Regions from separate parts of the Mus musculus genome. Here all the other regions are linked to region 2. The links are chromatin contacts, called in public Hi-C and promoter capture Hi-C maps. All regions are on one chromosome and are shown on one strand. Each heading gives the region's core, a stretch centred on a gene start, on an enhancer-like site or on the middle of the called end of the contact. The rest is flanking DNA. Distances are from core to core; before and after follow the strand shown. Region 1 holds the start of Nos1ap (nitric oxide synthase 1 (neuronal) adaptor protein). Region 2 holds the start of Ccdc190 (coiled-coil domain containing 190). Region 3 has its middle 24 kb from the start of Nos1ap. Region 4 holds the start of Olfml2b (olfactomedin-like 2B).

The links. Promoter capture Hi-C pulls out the DNA fragments that hold promoters and counts their contacts. Hi-C and Micro-C count contacts between places; a contact is called where the count stands out from the background.
Region 1: a contact with region 2 is called in a promoter capture Hi-C map of stem cell-derived epiblast-like cells, with 7 times the contacts expected there. The contact joins the promoter of Nos1ap here to the promoter of Ccdc190 in region 2. A contact is called at or near these places in 4 of 39 promoter capture datasets (embryonic stem cells, hippocampal neurons, pre-B cells and 1 more) and 1 of 9 other capture datasets (embryonic stem cells).
Region 3: a contact with region 2 is called in a Hi-C map of cerebral cortex, with 5 times the contacts expected there. The contact joins the enhancer-like site here to the promoter of Ccdc190 in region 2. A contact is called at or near these places in 2 of 39 promoter capture datasets (both in the 3T3-L1 cell line), 2 of 15 datasets of contacts at CTCF or cohesin (embryonic stem cells and large pre-B cells) and 11 of 484 Hi-C or Micro-C datasets (B cells, the G1E-ER4 cell line, the N1E-115 cell line and 5 more).
Region 4: a contact with region 2 is called in a promoter capture Hi-C map of the HPC-7 cell line, with 3 times the contacts expected there. The contact joins the promoter of Olfml2b here to the promoter of Ccdc190 in region 2. A contact is called at or near these places in 7 of 39 promoter capture datasets (the HPC-7 cell line, cranial neural crest, embryonic stem cells and 3 more) and 1 of 9 other capture datasets (embryonic stem cells).

Annotation. Positions count from the first base shown.
Region 1 is chr1:170,588,124-170,591,354 of GRCm38.p6, forward strand. Nos1ap (nitric oxide synthase 1 (neuronal) adaptor protein) reads right to left here and starts at 1,726. Exons shown (of 10, transcript NM_001109985.2): 1 at 1,137-1,726. The coding sequence starts at 1,241.
Region 2 is chr1:169,927,636-169,930,871 of GRCm38.p6, forward strand. Ccdc190 (coiled-coil domain containing 190) reads left to right here and starts at 1,304. Exons shown (of 4, transcript NM_001033185.2): 1 at 1,304-1,368; 2 at 2,284-2,525. The coding sequence starts at 2,339. It overlaps Gm39699 (a long non-coding RNA gene), which reads left to right. Exons shown (of 3, transcript XR_865723.1): 2 at 186-394; 3 at 675-953.
Region 3 is chr1:170,612,094-170,615,276 of GRCm38.p6, forward strand. No RefSeq gene overlaps it. Among named protein-coding and RNA genes, the nearest start is that of Nos1ap, 24 kb to the left of the region's middle. Within about 2 kb of position 1,323, at least 18 of the 459 cell types and tissues checked have an H3K27ac peak or open chromatin away from gene starts, as enhancers often do. A contact at or near this core is called in cerebral cortex, where this site is marked.
Region 4 is chr1:170,643,073-170,646,391 of GRCm38.p6, forward strand. Olfml2b (olfactomedin-like 2B) reads left to right here and starts at 1,460. Exons shown (of 8, transcript NM_177068.4): 1 at 1,460-2,023. The coding sequence starts at 1,850.

The DNA of each region.
Region 1 (3,231 bases), core at 476-2,975, 660 kb after region 2:
GTCACCAATTCATCCATCTGCATGAGAAAAGGGGAGGAACTGTAAAGATAAATGACCTCTGGGCATCTGACACTCCAATGATGTTTTGCAAACTAAAGGAAATTGACACCTGACGGCAGTCCTTGCACAACAGGCTAACCTGCGGGTCACTGCAGAAAAGAGAACGGAGCAAGTCTGCCTTTTGTCAAAAGTCTTGTTCTCAAAACCCAATCTATACAGAGCTCGCTTAAATTCCACTCAGTAACAAGCACACTGTGCATGCTGAGCATCCCTGCGCGTTTCTTTCCTTAAGTTATAGGTAGGACTGGGCATCAGTCACGAGCAGAAGCCTTTTCCACTGAAAAGCACCATTCCGGGAAACTCCACTGCAGTCTTAGAAGCCAGAACTCCTTACACAGAGAGGTGCCTCATGGTCAGGTCACCGGGTTGCCTGTCTTATACACAACCACTGGTCCAGCGAGGTTTCCACTCCACCCCTCCCCCAAGGGTGGCTTTGGCCTTGACCCTGCAAATTCCAGTCTGGGCTAAATTCTTCATCAGCAACTGCTGAGATTTAACAGTGCACCACAAAACTAGAAAACAGGTTTCACCCCACTACTACACCAATGACTGACACATGCTAAAGTGTCCAAAAGCAGACATTTGGGAAGTAACTTTTAACACCTACACTCAACTACTTGGAATGAGTGTGTGTGTGTGTGTGTGTGTGTGTGTGTGTGTGTGTGTGTGTGTGTGTGTGAAATATACACATATATATATAACTTTTTTAAAAACCGGTCAGGAAACAAGCATTCTCCTTTTAAAACACCTCCAAAAGCACCTCTCTCATGGGAGGCCAGCAGGTAAATAACACCAGCGCTTCCTTAAAGCTTTCTAAAGAGCCAGACATGCAGGCTGCGCTGCTCAGCCTTCTCCGGGAAGTAACTCAATCCAGCCTTGGCGGGCGAGGATGGGGTGTCTGCAGGTAGGAGACGGGGAAGAGGCAGTACACCTCAAACTTTGCAGGTGCTCATTTTTAGCTGTTCTGGGCAAGAGCTGAGAAAGGCCTAGCCCACCTGCTCTGAGTCCAGGACCGCTGGCACCCCATTCCCCCAGACCTGCCCTCTCAGGGCACTGCCCTCCCGGTGGCCCCTCACCTTGGCCTCAAAAGAGATGCCGTGCTGGAAGGCGTCCTCGTTGTGCAAAGGGATCCGTAGATCGTGCCCATCGTCCACAAGGTTGTACTTGGTTTTGCTGGGCATGGTGACCCGCGGCGGACCCGCTGCTCCAAGGGGGCGGCGGTGGCGGCGACGAGAAAGAGCTGGCGAGACCCTGTGCAGAGAACAGTGGGGCCGGGCGAGGCGGCGGCGAGGACCCGGGTCGTGAGGTGGGCAGCCTGGGTGCCAGGAGGTGGCAGGGGTGAACCGGGAGCCGAGCCTCCCGAGGGCCGAGCGGCAGGGGCGGCGCGGATGCGGCTGGCGCGAGCAGCTCGGTGGCCGCGCTCTGACTACGGGGAGGCGGCCAGGCGGCCGGGCAGGCGGGAGCGAGCGGCGCGGAGCCCCGGACCGGGACGCCGAGCGAAGGGCGCACGGCCAGAAGCGGGACTAGACCGGGAGTCCGATCCCGAGCTCGGCGCGCACGGCCCGGGACGAGGAAGAAAGGCAGCGGCGGCGGTGGTGGCGGTGGCGGCGGAGCAGGGTGCCTGTCACGGAGACGCCGGATCGGCTGCCAGCCCGCGGCTCCTCCTGCGGGGCGGGCCTGGACCGACTCCTCCCGCGCGCTAGAGCCCCGCCCGCCGCCGCCGGGTCCGCCCCGCGCCCCGCGCCCCGCGCGCGCCCAGCAGGTGAAAGTCCCCGCAGCGCTGAGCCGAGACCCGGGAACTTCGCCCTGGCCAGACCGCAGGAGCGTGGCGATCCAGGCGCAGTCCGCTTAACTAGTAGTGGCGAAACGGCATCGCCTTGCATGTGTGTGTTTGTTTTGGTTTTGTTTGGGGAGCCCGAGAGAAGCGGTGTTAATATTGGGTTTTGTTTTCCCAAGAAGGCCAGAGATCTATCCCAGATACCCTCGGTCTGGACAGCATTAATTCAGAGATCCCCGCTTCTCCTCAGAATCAAGGCGAAAACCAAATAAGAGGGCTGTCTCCAGTGCTTTTTGTCCCTTTGGGTGTGTGGCTTGCATTTGGGGGCTCAGCAGGGTTTCTTTGCGAAGAATTTAAATATATAAAAGTCGTCAGCCTCGTAGAACTGGAGTAGGCTGCACTAGGGACAAGAAATTGCAGAATGTTCTTATGTCATTTATTAAAGTTTTTTAACTGGCTGGTGATAAGAAAGAAAGGAGAAAAGAAATAGGAAGGAAAAGAAAAGAAAAGAAAAGAAAAGAAAAGAAAAGAAAAGAAAAGAAAAGAAAAGAAAAGAAAAGAAAAGAAAAGAAAAGAAAAGAAAAGAAAAGAAAAGAAAAGAAAAGAAAAGAAAAGAAAAGGAAGAAAGAGAACGTTTCCAGAATTCTGTGAGGCTTCTTATTGAAGCAAGAAGGAACGTGCCAAAGCAGGATTTGAGACCTGAGTGTGTAAACCTCATAGATACAGGGTTGTGTAACAGTTTCCTTTGAAATTGAAACATTCTGTCCAGCGTCCAGCAGGGAAGGTCTTTAAACTGGAAGGTAAACAACTCCAAGAAGTTTCAGGAAGTCCCTGAAACTGGCCAGATCCACCAGGCCCCTCCCTGCCAGAGTATAAACAAGAAAATCAGAGAGGCTCAAGTAACTTGAAGCTGAGCTGCAAAAGCAGTCTCTCGGAGGAGATAAACTGCAAAGACTCAGACCAGACCTAGAAGCAGCAGAAACCAGCTAAGCTGCCAGGAAGAGGTTTAGATCAGATCAGAGTCACTTGGAAAGGACACTCTCCAACCTGTTGAGCTGCCTGTGGGCTTCGAAGTGTACTCCAGGTCCCCAGCTTTTGTGCGCTGTCACCAATACTGGTCTGGGCCTTGATGATGCAGCTGTCTTTGAGACATTTCTGGTCCTGTAGGTAGCCTCTCACCCATTGTCCTGTAAGTAACTGCAGTAAAACCCATAACCAAGTGGAACTTTGGTGGTATCCGTACTTTGGTCTGCAGTGAGTTTCCTACTGGGATGAATAGATGTTTGCTGTCTTCCCAAGAAAGGTTTGTCACACAACATTCAGATACAGAGGTAGCTGTACTCTACCTCTTCATAGAGCTCCAGACACCCCAATAGCAGCTAGCCCAGCTAGTG
Region 2 (3,236 bases), core at 54-2,553:
GGAAGAGGGAGAGGACACAGAGGAGGAGGAGGAAGAAGAAAAGCAGAGCAGAAGAACATGGCTTGGAGAAACTACAAGTTCTAAGGGGTCACATAGATGTGGAAGATGGTAGTGTAGGGGTTGATCTGCCCAATCTAGGTGCACAGCATGGATTCATATTAATTGAGTTGTGCTTTCATTGCCAGGGCATATTTGGGCTGGATATTTACCGCTTCATGGGGGCAACAAAGCTCTGTTGCTATGCACTTCACCAGGCCTGCCGATGGGGACTAGAGTGCCAGTTTCCCTTATGCGGCACCCCACTTTCTGTAGTAATTGTCTTGGAGATTGTGCCCTACTTGTTTAAATCCTGGAGAGGAAGAACTTGTGCATGGGAGAAGCACTGGCTGGGAAGGTATCATTTCCTACTTAGAGAACAATGACCCGCCCTCCCTCTCTCACCTCCCCAGTAATCTCTTTAGAATAGTTTGTTTGCCGGGTGGTGATTGTGGGTAGTAGGGGCTGCTTAGCTGCCTTTCATAAACTGGGATTACTGGGCCCCAGTGTTGGCAGCTGTCTTTAGACTGTGGAATCTTACTGCCTCTCATTCTCAGAAGGATCCCCAAGGAAACAGTTAGAGTCCCATCCAGTATCTTCGTCTATAACCCATAGCTCAACTCTATTCTCTGCTGCAGCTCTCCAAACGTGAAGACAAAAGTTGATTCAAAAATATATATCACTTCATCTCGTGCTGTGTCCAAGCCTTTGAAAATCTAAATAAACTTTGAAATGCACCGAACAAGGCTGGAAGACTGGAAACACCCAGCGTGGAGCGCAATAACGTAGAATAAGCAAATTCAATGCCTTTCTGTGCAAAATGTGCCCAGTCATGAATGGGAAGGCAGGGTGCTTTCTTTTGGTTTCCAAGAAGCCAGAAAAGGGGTGGGAGATGGGGCGGGAGGAGGGGCAGGGGCAGGGGAGGTAGAAGCGAAGCAGAGGGAGGTGGAAGAGAAGAGACTGGTTACAAACAGTGAGGGACTCTTGGCTTTCATTCTTGGCTCCCATGGACACGGCCTAGGAGCACCGCAGGCCTCCCTGGGGAGGGCTGGAAGTTGGCAAGCTTCCTTTATCCTCAAAACAAGTTAGAGATGTGGCCTCTTCAAGAGCAAATGGGACCCAAGGCTCGAGGAGTCGACGGCATTCCTAACCAGGGGTCGCAGGAGGAAAGGACAGAGCTTTCGAGTGTAACTAACCTTCTCCTGGCCCCGCCCCCTTCCAGCCCCCTTCCCCACCCTCACCCCCCTTTACACAGGCTCACACGCTTAGTGAAGAAAACAAGCTTGGAGCCAAAGAAACAAAGATTTTCCTGGTGAGGAGCTGGGTTTGCAGGTAAGTGCTACCCCCTGTATTTTTGGGTGAAGCTTTAATCTATACTTCAGAATCTAAATCAAACTGACTCGAATTCGGCTCTTAAATTAGAGCTGCCTTGTGTCTGGCCTTAGCCCCACCCCACCCCCTTTTTTGACATTTCAATTTTTTTTTCTTATTCACTTTACATTCCACTCACTGATCCCCCTTCCCTCTCACCTCCTCCCACAATCCTTCCTTCCTTACCCCCTTCTCCTCTGAGTGAGTAACCCCCTCCACCCTCTTCCCCCTACCCTGGCACTTCAAGTCTCTGAGAGGCTAAGCGCCTCCTCTCCCACTGAGGCATCCCAGCTGAAAGAGCACATCCCACATACAGGCAACACCTCTTGGGACAGTCCCCCGCTCCAGTTGTTTGGGACCCACATAAAAACCAAGCTGTACACCTGTTATATATGTGCAGAGTCCTGGTCCAGCCCATTTACGGTCTTTGATTGGCCGTTCAGTCTGGGAGAGTCTTGAGGGTGCAGGTTAGTTGATTCTGTTCATCTTCCTGTGGAGTTCTTATCACCTTAGTGGCTGTAAACCTTCCTCCTATTCTTCCATAAGAGTCCCCAAGCGCCATCCACTGCTTGGCTGTGGGTGGATGCCCTTCTTTAATGCTAATCTTTTCCTGAACTACTACCACCAATACCTAAGGGAGAGCACCTGACCTGACTGACCACTATCCCGCATGCATTCTGTGTTGTAGCCCTGAGGTGAGTATTGGCAGGGACTCTCGTTCCTTCCTGAGAGTGCTACTGGAGTTAAGAAGGTAGAGGTGTGGGTTTGGATGTGGAGACTTCATCTGACTAGGCAGTTTAAGATTTAATAAAATTAGATTTCAAACTAATCAGTGACCAATGACCAGAAGCCACCATGCTGACCTTGTTCTTTCAGGTTATCTGTGGTCCCTGGAGGACACTGGCTTTACTGTCACCCACGCGTGAGGAAGATGGACAGAAGCATGGTGAAGGGACCTCTGTATAAGCAGTTTGACTTGGAGAGAAAGAGTGCCAGGCAAGCAGAAGCCAGACTCAGCCTTAGACTGCAAAGGCTGGAGATCATCTGCCTCTATCACGTGAAATCGCTAGCCAGGGAGCAGAGACAGCTTCAGAAAGAACTGCAGCGCCTGCAGCAAGGTGAGGCTCTGTCATGAGTGGCAATGGGCCCCCACTTCCAGTCCTAAGGAGTAATTTACTGGGGGAGGTGGGGGAGGGCACAGCCCCCGCCTCACGGTGGGATGCTCATTAACATTATCAGGTAGCTGCGTGTTTATAAGATCGATATAAAAAGAAATACCCTGTGCTTTTATGAATCCCATTCAAAAATATTCTCAATGCTAAAATGGAGTTATTTCTACGGTAAGGAAGGAGCCCCCTGTTCCTGTTAGAAGGCTCAAGGGTTGTATGAGCAGAACCTAGGAGCAGAAGAGAGAGGTGATGCAGGAGAGGGAAGTTGCCAAGTGATGCGTGGCTGGGTACCAGCTGACCATGCTTAGCAGAAAGGAAGAGTGTGTGCAAAGGGATAGACAAAGTATAGTTTGCCACAAATGGTTCCGCATTGCTGAACTGCTCATGCAGTTTCTGAACCCGTACTAACCAGGCAGCGACTCCAGCCATAGCTTCACAAGGGTAGACCCCATCCTACAGGGGCTGGGTGCAGGGGATTCCACGTTCATGGTTTAGAGATACAGTTTCTGACTACAGTGCTTATGAAGGAAGAAAGGAAGAAAGAAAGAAAGAAAGAAAGAAAGAAAGGAAGGAAGGAAGGAAGGAAGGAAGGAAGGAAGGAAGAAAGAAAGAAAGAAAGAAAGAAAGAAAGAAAGAAAGAAAGAAAGAAAGAAAGAAAGA
Region 3 (3,183 bases), core at 73-2,572, 680 kb after region 2:
CTTGTGTCCTTTGCAATGGCCTGGATCCCAAGTCCAACCTGCATACTGCTCACTTTGGGACTGTGACCCAGGGCCCCTGCTTGCCGGAACATTCTCTTTTCACAAAAGAGTTTCCTCCATAGCTTGTGCCTCCTTGTTCATTTTCCAGCCTCAGCCAGGGCCAGCCCTTCAGTGCTTGCTTGCTTTCACCTGGCTGACGCATGCAGGAGCAATGCTACTACATACGTGTGTTTTCTCTTCTCACACCAGTGAGTCACTGTGAGGCAGAGCATTGTGTGGGACTCGAGTGTGAAGAGAAAGCTCATCTGAGACAAAGGTCCAGGTTTCAATGGAGCCTGAGTGAGCCCAAAACCCTGCTTATGCTCTGTTTGTTCCACTAAGATCATCCAAGCTTTCCACCCTTAATCTACTGCGTGAGTCTCATTTTCCTTCTTTGTTGCTATAGGCATTATACTTCTAGGCCAGCCATCTTGGTCATAACTTCACATTTCTAGTGACACTGAGATAGTGCCCAAAACAGGTACACTTTCAAAGGCCGCAAGAAGTCAGAATCTGGGCTGGAGAGATGGCTCAGCTTTTAAGAGTACAGACTGCTCTTCCAGAGGTCCTGAGTTCAATTCCCAGCAACTACATGGTGGCTCACAACCATCTGTAATGGGATCCGATGATGCCCTCTTCTGGTGAGTCTGAAGAGACCTACAGTGTACTCATGTACATAAAATAAATAAGTAAATTTAAAAAAATCAGAATCAATGTTGTTGTAATTATTTGCAGGTATTCCAAAATGTTATTATCTTTAAAAATCCATTGGTGCTAGAGATTTGAGCCCAGAACCTTGTGTTTACTAAGCCATCACCACGCCGCTGAGCTGCATCTCTAGACTTCTTTTGATTTTGAGATCGAGTCTTAGCCAAGTTGCCTGGGTCGGCTTTAAGTTTGCAACCTTCCTGCCTCTGTCTACGGAGTAGCTGGAAATGCAGGCCTGTGCCACCAAGCTTGGCTTTCCTTATTACTTGGGGAGTATGAAGCATTAAATGTGGAGAATATTCTTACCACTATCTCATATGGGAAGAGGCTTAAGCCCAGAACACCGGATATAGAACTCAGAGCCACACTCAGCGATGGCGAATGGAAGCTAGAACTCAAGGCTCCTGGGTTCTGTCCCTGTTTGTGTTCCTTGAGGTGATCGCCGGCTGTGAGGACGGCTTCAGAGCTGTACCCTGGCTCTGGTTGCTGACAGCCCGTTGACCACTTCACAGATGCACAGCTGACTGCAGTCTGGCCTCCTTTACAGAGTAAAGCTCTGTAAAGCTGGGCAGTCTCTGGTGCCCTCAAGGGGCAGAACTGAGAAGTGAAGAATTCACACAAGGTCTGTTAGAGCAGTGGGTCTCAGCTTTCTAACGCTGTGGCCCTTTAACACAGTTCCTCAGGCTGTGATGACTCCCAACCATAAAATTATTTTCATTACTACTTCATAATTTTACCACTGTTACGAATCGTAATGTAGATATTTATGTTTTCCGATGGTCTTAGGTGACCCCTGTGAAAGGGTCATTTGACTCCCCCAAATAGCCCACAAGTCGAGAACCACTGATTTAGAAGTGCACTGAGATGTACAGACTTCAGATATGCTTATTCTCAGTGCGTGATGGTTTTTTTTTACTCGAATTTTTTTTATACAATAAAGTTTATTGCATTTTTTAAAGAAATAAAATGATGACTCAGGAAGCTGTGGGGTGCCATGTGTCATCTCCACGGGACTCTCCAAATCCACTCAAGTGACTGTTTTCTTTTTTTTTTTATTACGTATTTTCCTCAATTACATTTCCAATGCTATCCCAAAAGTCCCCCATACTCTCCCCCCCCCACTTTCCTACCCACCCATTCCTATTTTTTTTGGTCCTGGCGTTCCCCTGTACTGGGGCATATACAGTTTGCATGTCCAATGGGCCTCTCTTTCCAGTGATGGCCGACTAGGCCATCTTTTGATACATATGCAGCTAGAGTTAAGAGCTCCGGGGTACTGGTTAGTTCATAATGTTGTTCCACCTATAGGGTTGCAGATCCCTTTAGCTCCTTGGGTACTTTCTCTAGCTCCTCCATTGAGAGCCCTGTGATCCACCCAATAGCTGACTGTGAGCATCCACTTCTGTGTTTGCTAGGCCCCGGCATAGTCTCACAAGAGACAGCTATATCTGGGTCCTTTCAGCAAAATCTTGCTAGTGTATGCAATGGTGTCAGCGTTTGGAAGCTGATTATGGGGTGGATCCCTGGATATGGCAGTCTCTAGATGATCCATCCTTTTGTCTTAGCTCCAAACTTTGTCTCTGTAACTCCTTCCATGGGTGTTTTGTTCCCAATTCTCAGAAGGGGCACAGTGTCCACACTTTGGTCTTCATTCTTCTTGAATTTCATGCGTTTAGCAAATTGTATCTTATATCTTGGGTATCCTAAGTTTTGGGCTAATATCCACTTATCAGTGAGTACATATTGTGTGAGTTCCTTTGTGATTGTGTTACCTCACTCAGGATGATGCCCTCCAGGTCCATCCATTTGCCTAGGAATTTCATAAATTCATTCTTTTTAATAGCTGAGTAGTACTCCATTGTGTAAATGTACCATATTTTCTGTATCCATTCCTCTGTTGAGGGGCATCTGGGTTCTTTCCAGCTTCGGGCTATTATAAATAAGGCTGCTATGAACAAAGTGGAGCATGTGTCCTTCTTACCGGTTGGGACATCTTCTGGATATATGCCCAGGAGAGGTATTGCTGGATCCTCCGGTAGTACTATGTCCAATTTTCTAAGGAACCACCAGACTGATTTCCAGAGTGGTTGTACAAGCTTGTAATCCCACCAACAATGGAAGAGTGTTCCTCTTTCTCCACATCCTCACCAGCATCTGCTGTCACCTGAATTTTTGATCTTAGCCATTCTGACTGGTGTGAGGTGGAATCTCAGGGTTGTTTTGTTTTGCATTTCCCTGATGAATAAGAATGTTGAACATTTTTTCAGGTGCTTCTCTGCCATTCGGTATTCCTCAGGTGAGAATTCTTTGTTCAGTTCTGAGCCCCATGTTTTAATGGGGTTATTTGATTTTCTGGAGTCCACCTTCTTGAGTTCTTTATATATATTGGATATTAGTCCCCTATCTGATTTAGGATAGGTAAAGATCCTTTCCCAA
Region 4 (3,319 bases), core at 210-2,709, 720 kb after region 2:
AACATTACACTTCTATCAACTATCATATCTAAGCTGGAGTCTGCTTTTGCTTGATTTATTACTTTCATTATCCCAACCTCTTTGCTTAGCATTAGGAACAAAGTATTCAGATTTCTCTAGGGGGTAGAATATCTTTTAGGTCTTTGCATTTGAAGGGATTGATATGCATCCAGCACAAGACATCCCAAGACCAAGTTCTCAGCCCAAAGGAGATTTATTTGCCCCCAAGGAACAAAGGGCAGGGAATACAAGTCAGGTGATAGAGAATGAAGGAGAAGGGGAAAGGAACACTGCCTCTGGATAGAGAGGAGGCAGATGTGGCACATAGGCAAATGACAGTTTATAAAGGTAAAGGGGAAGTCCCCTGTTTAGATGAGGGGTTTATTTTTGATTGTACAGATTAATTAGGGCAGCCAAAGGGAGGGGCCCTTAATAGCCTCAGGGGGCAGGAGTCGGCCAAAAGGGGGACTAGATCTTGGTGGCTGGCTTTAGGAATGTAATGGAACGGTTTTTAACAAGGAAGATGGGCTAGGAGAAGGCAAGGCCTGCCAGAGCCATGCCTGCCATGCTCAGCTCTGCTAGAGCCCCTCAGAATCGACCTGACTCTGCTGAGTATTTCAGAGTGGCAATTGTCCCAGAAGACTTAATGCTCTTTCCAAAAGTGACACATTGTTAATCTTCATAGTAGGCATATTCAGGGTCACTAATTAAAGAGCCCAAAAGAGGACCGCACCATTACATGTATATACCCTTTAGAGATTATCTGGCCAGATAGAGAGGCCTGTCCATTTGTCCCAAACCACGGAGACTGCAAGAGACATTCCCTGTGGTAGGCGTTTGATTCTGGGAAGTCACTAGGACAAACAGAACAGCAGAGACAGCAGAGACCTGTAGCCACTCTCCATATTTTAAAAATGTATCCAACTCCCTCCACATTCTGTCAGAGGTTCAAGATGCATCCTCTGGGTGGGGGTATTATCAGGTTCTAGGGTTGTAGCAGACATGAAGATTACAATTGTTCGTAAGTTCAAAGCTTCCCGTACTCCAGATGGAGTCAAGTTCCGGAAAACAAAACAAAACAAAACAAAAACCAACAACAATAAAACACTTCAAGAGAAGAGGTCGTGTTTCTCCGCTGTCCCGGTTGCAGTCCAGGGAGCAAGTCAGGGCTCCCCCGGAGCTCGGGCGTGAAGAAAACTCGAGAAAAGGCACACGGAGTCCCTCTCGGATGACCATTTACAATCAGATGCAAGGCCAGCAGCGCCCTTCCCACGCCAGCCGGCGCCCGCTTAAGCGCAGTGGCTGAACCCTAGAGGAGGCGGGGTCCCCGGGCGCAGCGCCCAAGTCTGTGCGCTTCCCGGTCCTCCTCCTCCGGGCCGTCACTGGCTGCATCTTTCTGCCCGGCACAATAGAGGCTCCGCCCTCCCTCCGCGCCAGCCCCGCGGCGCCCTGGGCCAGCAGCCCTCCCTTGCCTCCTGCGCTGTGGCCACTGTCCATCTTGCGCCCAGTCTCCGGGTGTCCCGAGTTTCCCGGCGCTAGCCTTCCACCTGAGCTCACGCTGCTGCGGCTTGCCCTCGTCGAGCCGGCGCCCTCCTCTGCTCCCTCAGTCACCTCTTTCTTGTGTCCTCTCTGCACAGTCTAAGCTGCTGGGGTCTGGGAGGAGATGTTCAGGGTCTCTGGGGAGCACAGTCCTGCTCCACTCAGCCACACCCAGCTTTAGACGTTAGACGGTTCTCTGAACATCTACTCTTCCGGACTCCAGTGAAGCCGCCTTCCAGCCTGTCTTTGCTGAGACCTCCGACCCAAGGTGGTCTCTGTAGGGACTAAAGTCCCTACTGTCGCATCTCTCATGGCCTATCCCCTGCCATTGGTTCTCTGCTTTGCTCTGGTGGTGGCACAGGTCTGGGGGTCCACTACACCTCCCACAGGGACAAGCGAGCCCCCTGATGTGCAAACAGTGGAGCCCACGGAAGATGACATTCTGCAAAACGAGGCGGACAACCAGGAGAACGTTTTATCTCAGGTAGGATGAGGAATCGCGTGCCCACCCCTCTTGCCTTGGGGGACCTCAAGGACCTGAGGCTGGTCCTGGATGAAAGATTTATGAGCAGCTGTTTTTCTCTGTATTTTTAGTGAAGTGGATGTTCACTTTTAGTTTATCACACTATATTGCTCGTTTGGTGTTGGACAGGCTTTCTCGTAGACCAGGCTGGCTTCCAGCTCACTTTATAGCTGAGGCTAGTCTTGAACTTCTGGTCCCTCTTACCTGCACTAAGAGTGGAGATTCTACAGCCCTGACTTTAGTTTTGTTGGGTTGTGTTAAAGTACTGTGTTAAAAAGTAAGGGCATGGGTCACAACTGTGGAGTGTTTCAGGCTTACCAAGTCAGGAGAAAGGAGAGGAAAGGAAAATACCACTGAGAAGAAAGGGGTGTGTGTGTGTGTGTGTGTGTGTGTGTGTGTGTGTGTGTGTGTGTGTGTGTGTGTGTGTGATGTAATGGTTGTGAAAAGTCCCTCTTGCCTATGAGACTGCCTGTCAGAATTGGAATGTGTAAACAGGAGGACAAGTTGGAAAGGAGGCAGATGGGATAGGTATAAGCCATGGGAGGTGGTTTATGGCTTCAGAGGAGACACTCGGACAGAAGCACTTGGTGAAGACAGAGTGTGTGATGTGCTACATGTGTGATGCTTATGAGGGGGACTCCAAAACAGAGGGATTTATGTTAAGACCTGGTGTACCTGGAGTGGAGTGTCAGTGCCGAGCCACACAGTTGTGGCTGATTCCCAGAGGGGGCCAAGCGACCCAGGATGGTGATTCGTGCTGTAGTGTGTCCGTTTATGAACTAACTCAGTCCTCAGAACACCCTGATTACCAGCCCTCTCAGAGATGAAGAGCAGAAGCTAAAAGGGAAAGAGGGAGAGCCTGGCTTCCAGCATGCTCCAGCCTGCTTCTCAGGACTGTAAGGGACGCTTCTCACACTTATGTGGCACTCCTGCTTTCCAAAGCTGGCATGCTGGTGTACAGTGGGCGTCTCCTTGGTCCTTGGGATGGATACTGTCCGAGGAAGGATGCTGAGTGCGTTGCCTGTACCTCCTCCAGGCCCTCAGTCTGGGTCTTCTCTCTCCGTAGAGAGAGCTGTCAGCCCTACTTTGGGGTTGATCAAACGCTGGTTTCTTCTTTTAATAATTATGCTAACATATGCCCTATGCCCACCCATAACCTCATACTGACCCTTAAATCGAAAAGACTTCAAATCCCTCCCACTGGGACTCTGGAAAACCATAAACAAAAGCTTGCCTGAAACCGGAGCCCCCTGAAGG